Regions from separate parts of the Pan paniscus genome. Here region 2 is linked to region 1. A link is a contact called in public Hi-C data. All regions are on one chromosome and are shown on one strand. The core of a region is the stretch at or near the end of the contact, and the rest is flanking DNA. Distances in the headings are between cores, read along the strand shown.

The links. A called contact is a pair of places that touch in the nucleus more often than the background predicts.
Region 2: a Hi-C map of fibroblasts shows a contact between it and region 1, with 4 times the contacts expected there. The contact joins two enhancer-like sites. A contact is called at or near these places in 2 of 3 Hi-C or Micro-C datasets (fibroblasts and induced pluripotent stem cells).

Annotation. Positions count from the first base shown.
Region 1 is chr7:60,456,396-60,459,561 of NHGRI_mPanPan1-v2.0_pri, forward strand. The region is part of intron 3 of KAT6A (lysine acetyltransferase 6A); the gene reads right to left. Among named protein-coding and RNA genes, the nearest start is that of KAT6A, 48 kb to the right of the region's middle. Within about 2 kb of position 1,581, at least 1 of the 2 cell types and tissues checked has open chromatin away from gene starts, as enhancers often do.
Region 2 is chr7:60,591,252-60,594,417 of NHGRI_mPanPan1-v2.0_pri, forward strand. LOC129398613 reads right to left here. Exons shown (of 3, transcript XM_055116511.2): 3 at 1-2,126. The coding sequence ends at 1,559. Among named protein-coding and RNA genes, the nearest start is that of AP3M2, 12 kb to the right of the region's middle. Within about 2 kb of position 1,495, at least 2 of the 2 cell types and tissues checked have open chromatin away from gene starts, as enhancers often do.

The sequences.
Region 1 (3,166 bases), core at 331-2,830:
GCAAGACAAGGAGAGAGGATAACCTTGCCAGTGCCTTGATTTGCAACTTCCAGTTTCCAGAATTGTAAGAAAACAAATTTCTGTTGCTTAAGCCATTTAGTCTACGGTATTCTGTAATAACAGCCCTAGCATACTAGTAGTCAGCTAGTGAAATCACCTCATACTATTCATATCCTCAATGTTACCTACACAGACCATTATCTTTAGTATTTATTGTGTATAAGGATATTTAGTTAGGTGCTAGAGAAACAAATATATAATAAAACTAGCTCCCTGCTGCTGGGTCTTATGATCCAGTTGTAAAATTAAGATGTGTGCATTAACATTACAATACAGGATAGCATATGCTAAGTAACAAACATAATGAAAATATTACAGGTAAGTTGCCCAAATAAACTGATTCAAATTAATGGTTCCTAAACTGTATAAGCCTGAAGGATTCAGGAAAAAAAGAAGTAGGAGCACACTTATTTTTTAAGTAACTACATAAAGCTTTAATAAGCAAAGCCCTTTTTTTAGACATGGATTCAAGCACTCTCACCATACTCTGCAAAGAATGAAACGCTAATTCTTCCCTCTAAAACCACTGACACATTTTGCAGTCTAGATACTCAACTTTAGAAAAAATCTTGAAAATAAGAACCCCAACTTTCAAGCTCCTACATTACCTTCTTTAATTCAATAGACTAGTAAATGAGATCATTTGTTCTAGAAATGACTATTCACAATGCTGATCGACAGTTAAAAATCACTACTTCGGCCGGGTGCGGTGACTCACACCTGTAATCCCAGCACTTTGGGAGGCTGAGGCGAGCAGATCACCTGAGGTCAGGAGTTTGAGAGCAGCCTGGCCAACATGGTGAAACCCTATCTCTAATAAAAATACAAAAATATTAGCCGGGTGTGGTGGCGTGCGCCTGTAGTCACAGCTACTCAAGAGGCTAAGGCAGGAGAATCACTTGAACCTGGGAGGCAGAGGTTGCAATGAGCCGAGATCACGCCATTGCACTGCAGCCTGGGCGACAAGAGTGAAACTCCGTCTCTAAAAAAAAAAAAAGTCGCTATTTCTGCATATAAATGGAATCATACAGTCAGTAGCCTTGTAAGTCTAGCTTCTTTTGCTTAGCAGATTACATCTGAAATTCATTCATGTTAATGGCTATGTCATAGTTTGTTCCTTCTCATCGCTAGTAGCATTCCATTGTATGACTAGGCCACAGTCCATTCCCCATTTGAGGAACATTTGAATTGTTTCCAGATTTTGATTCTTATAAAGCCATTATAAATATTCGTGTTTAAAAAAAATCAGTACTTTTCTGTCTTCAAAGTCCTTTCAGAAGATATTCTTTTCTACACTACCCTAATGTTGCCCAGAAACACACAAAAGCATACTCTAAGTTAATATTGCATCAAATTAAAATTTCTCTGACTTAAATATATTTCATCTTCAATACTACCTCCATAACAGTATAAATAAAGCCTTAAGTATTTAACGAGTTTGAAGCCTGAGGACAGTAGCTTTCAAAAGAAAAGCCAGTGTGATAAGGGTGGAGAACATAGTGACGTAATGCTCAATAAGGAAAACCCTGACAAATGCAGACTGCACACACACGAAAAGAAATCAGGAAAGCGAGGCTGAAGCAGCCAGCTTGGTTTCATGCTGCAAATTTTTGGCAGACATTCAACTCCTTCTGCTGTTTTCCTAGCCAGCACATTTATCTATGTAATGTCACCAGATCCAGAGAGGGAGTGAGGTTGGAAGGAGGGGGAAGAGGAGAAAAACTGTTTTACAGGCTGCCAGCCCTTCCACACATGCTGTTACTATACAAAGGATGTCTAGAAAGCCAATGTGCTGCACATATTCAAATGCTGCAAGCAAATACACACACACACACACACACACTCACTCTCTCTCTTTCTCCCCATCCATCCATCCATCCATCCATCCATCCAAAGAACAACTGCAGAAAAGGGAACTGCCTTTGAAAAAAAGCCCATAATTAAAGTCTTGATCCAGAAGCAATGACTCCCTTCTGAAAATGATTTCAGTTCTTGGGGGAAGAAGGTGGGGATACTAACCCTATGGGGAAATAACCTGTATTCTGCAAAAAAGCCTGACCTGATCTGGTCCCTGACAACTACAAGCATATGCTACCACAGAAATAAACAAAGTTTCTGTGAAGCAAAAGTATACCATCAAATAACAATTACCTTACTAATACCTAATATACACCCACCACTTTGCCAAGGACTAGGAGGAATAAAAACGAATTTTAAGAAACAGTTTAGGGACCCTAGAAGAGTCTAGCCTTGTCTGCACCTAGGACAGTTTCCTGTTCTTAGCACTCTTGTAAGTAGGTGTCTGGGAGTATGTTATGTGTGTGTGTGCAGGTGCACATGTGTGTACACAATAGTAATATCAAAACCAAAACTGTACCTGGAATATAAAACTAGAGATCAAAACGTATAGCTCATAGAAACAGTCAGGCCTATTTGCTTCTATAAATGGACACTCCAACTCCGTAACATCTTACGTTACGTCACCTCAGGTTGGGTATCCCTTATCTCTGAAATGCTTGGGACAAGAAGTGTTTCAGATTTCAGATGTTTTTTAGATTTTGGAATATTTGCATTATACTCACTGGTTGAGCATCCCAAATCCAAAAACTCGAAATCAAAAATGCTCCAATGAGCATTTCCTTTGAGAGTCATGTTGACGCTCAAAGAGTTTCAGACTTTGGAACTTTTTGGATTTGGGATGCTCAACCTGTACTAGCAAGTATAATAAATGAAGATATAAACCAGGAGTATTTATTTAACCTAAGAAATCAGTTGGCTGGGCACAGTGTCATGCCTGTAATCCCAGCACTTTAGGAGGCCGAGGTGGGCGGATCACCTGAGGTCAGGAGTTCGAGACCAGACTGGCCAACGTGGTGAAACCCCGTTTCTACTAAAAATACAAAAATTAGCTGGGCATGGTGATGCACACCTGTAATCCCAGCTACTTGGGAGGCTGAGGCACAAGAATCACTTGAACCCAGGAGGCAGAGGTTGCAGTGAGTCAAGATCATGCCACTGCACTCCAGCCTGGATGACAGAGCAAGACTCCAACTCAAAAAAAAAAAAAAAAAAAAAAAATCAGTCAACTTACTCTAATCTAAAACCA
Region 2 (3,166 bases), core at 245-2,744, 130 kb after region 1:
CAGGGGTTCGAGATCAGCCTGACCAACATGGTGAAACCACATCTCTACTAAAAATACCAAAAAAAAAAAAAAAAAAAAAATTAGCTGGGCGTGGTGGCGGGTGCCTGTAGTCCCAGCTACTCCGGAGGCTGAGGCAGCAAAATCACTTGAACCAGGGAGGCGGAGCTTGCAGTGAGCCGAGATCGCACCACTGCACTGCAGCCTGGGTAACAGAGCTTGACTCGTCTCAAAAAAAAAAAAAAAAAAAAAACCATGACATTTGGTGTTCAATAGTCCATTTCACTGATTATATACCATTTTGTAACTAGGAAAATTTCCCTAATGTCATGTTTGTTTAATGTGAGATCCCTATGATTAATGTGATATAATAACAGATGGGTTATACAGCAGGCTCCTTGAATGACAGCTGGCTCCGTCCGTCTCGGCACCACAGGAAGGCAGGAAAGAAGTGTATCTTTTCATCTCTAACTTGCCACTGTCACTACCTTTACAAATCTGTGGGCTAATGGCATTTGTGCATATATATTTTAAAAATTAATATTTATTAAAGCACTAAAAATGAGTTCAGATGCTTTATGGAGAGTGGCACATCTCATTAGACAGTGTTCAAGCAAATGCAATTTTATTTCAAAGTTCTTTTTTCTTTACAGGTAAAGACATAGTATAAACGGCAAAATTCAAAAGGTGCAGAAGATTCTAGTACGGTGAAAAGCAAGTTTTCTTTCTCTCCTCCACTCCTAGTCCCACAGTGACCATCCTAAGAAGCAACCACTTCCAGAGATGCAAACACACATACCACATACACACAGCCCTACTCACACTCTTCTGCACTTTATTACTTAGAATACACCGGAAAATTTCCACGTCTTAGCAAATACAGCTGCCCTGTACTCTTTAATGGCAGCTTAGTGTTCCCTCAGAGGGATGCGCCCCATATCATTCACCCAGCCCCCAGGGACGGGCTTTTAGGTTGTTTCCAGCTGCTTGCTCTTACAAGCAACATTGCAACACTGCCCTGTTACTTTTAATCTTCTTTATCCTGTGATTCCGTTCTGCTTTTCCTTCCAGCACGACTGCAAAGTGACTCTGCGGGGTTTTCCCGAGTGCCCTCGCCCCAGACCTCAGCGAGTTATTTGTGGAGTCACCGGGTCCTGCTCCGCATTATTATTCGAAGTCTCCCCGGGACAGCGGGGAGCAGGCGGAGCTGCGTGTCCCGGCCTGCGCATCTGGGCCCAGGCGGGCGCGCGTCGCGCTCGGATTTCGGGTGGATAGTGCGTGGGAGGCGGCGCTGCCCTCCGTATGCAGCGCGCGTGCAGCCGCGGTGGCACTGCGATCTGCGGCCTGGGGCCCTGGTGTGAAACTCCCGCGGAGACGCTCCCAGCCGCGGGCCGCAGCTCGCCCCTGCACGGAGGGAGGTGTCTAAAGGTGTCTCTTAGGAACAGGCACAACCCGGGCAGCCGGGCCCCAGAACAATGGGTGCTTTCAGCCGCCCCTTTAGATGCCTGGCCCGTCACCATGGCAACCACCCCATTATTGAAAGTCAGTGCCGGTCCCCGCCTTAGACGCTCTCCTCCCGGGCTCCCCTCCCCCGCCGGCCCCGCCGTATGGTGTGTGTGTCACTGGCAGCTGTTGTCAAAAGAAGGCACCTCTTTGTCTCCAGGGGATGAAAGCCATTTGGTTTCCAGCGCCACCCTTTCTCTCCGCCCGGCAACTTTTCTCCGCGCCCCGTCCCCAAGGCGTCCCTGGATGCGCGCGCTCGGCCCCGCGCCCGCCACCCGCGCTGAGTGCTGGTATCCTCCCCATCACTCAGCCCAGAGCCGTTCTGCCTCTGCCTCAAACTCTCAGAGTCCTTATAAGTCTTATTCTCAAGAGTTGTGTCCCAGCGAAGGGAATCCGCCTTGGAAATCGCGGCTTCCTCCTTGCACGCCGCTCGCTGAGTTTCAGCGCAAGCCGGATCTCCCCTCACACCCAACAGCACCACCTTCCGAGACGAGCGGCTCATTACCGCCCGGTCCCCGCGGCCGGCGCAAGAACTCCTCGCCGGGCCCCATTCCAGGCTGGGTCGGGTCTTTAGAATAAGGACCAGTTGTGTGTCTCCCTGTCGCTGGCAGCGCATCACTTTCTGGCTGAAGAAAAGACAAAACGACGAGGGAAACAATAGGACCTGTATGTTTTACACACAGTTCTCATTCGAAATGTATCATGATCATATTTTTAAAGATGCGTGTTACCTTTCATAAATACCTAAATAAAACTTACTTTCTGTTGTCTGCGGAGGAACTTGATAAACATTAAAAAAGCAAGAATATCTTTGGTGGCCATGTGTCTGGGATGTGGGGTTCACCTATCATCTGCCCCAGGGATCCTAAGAGGGGAACAGATGGTGTTTTCAAAACCTATCTGGAAATAAAAAAGGTTACGGTGCTGAGAGGAAGAGCAGAGTCCAAGAGGAGGGGGCTGTGAGAGAGAAACGCAGAGAGAGGATAAAGCTAGGACTTCCAGTTATTCTGTAAAGACAAACTTGAGATGCTGTGTGGGTAGGAAAAATAGAGGCGTCATAAAACTTCACTGATACTGAAAAGTGTAACTACTAGAGGAAGAAATTTAAGGATAATTTGTTCAGAACTCAGTCTATATTTTTAAATAAAGTTTAAAAATAATTACCAAATGATAAACACATTTTTAAAACTTTGTAAATGCTAAAAGTATGACAAGTAAAGAAAAGCAGGTGACTGACAAGATGTAAGTTGTTCTGGTCTTTGCTTTCAATAACTATCAGTTCCATTTGATAAACAGGATGCAGGCGAGTCTGACACACAGGAAACAAGTGTTTGCAAAGCCCAGGGGTGTGTTTCCCTCTGCGTACAAGTGTTATCTGAGTAACTATCTAGAAAATAGTAAGTATGTTACCCTGAAAACGTTTCCTGACAGTCCAACCTCTTTTCCTTTCCGATAAATTCTGGAGAAAATTCTGTCATTCTTCCATGAGATTTGATGAGTATTTCTCCAGTCATTTCAAATGAGGGTTTATTATGCAGTGTCAAAATTTGAAACGCTAGTTATTTAATGCGATGGGTTTGGTAAAAAGTACGTAAGATTGTTATTACCAAGTAAAAGCAATTTTCCATATCTGATGGTAATCTGTCTAATTTTTAACCAATAAATG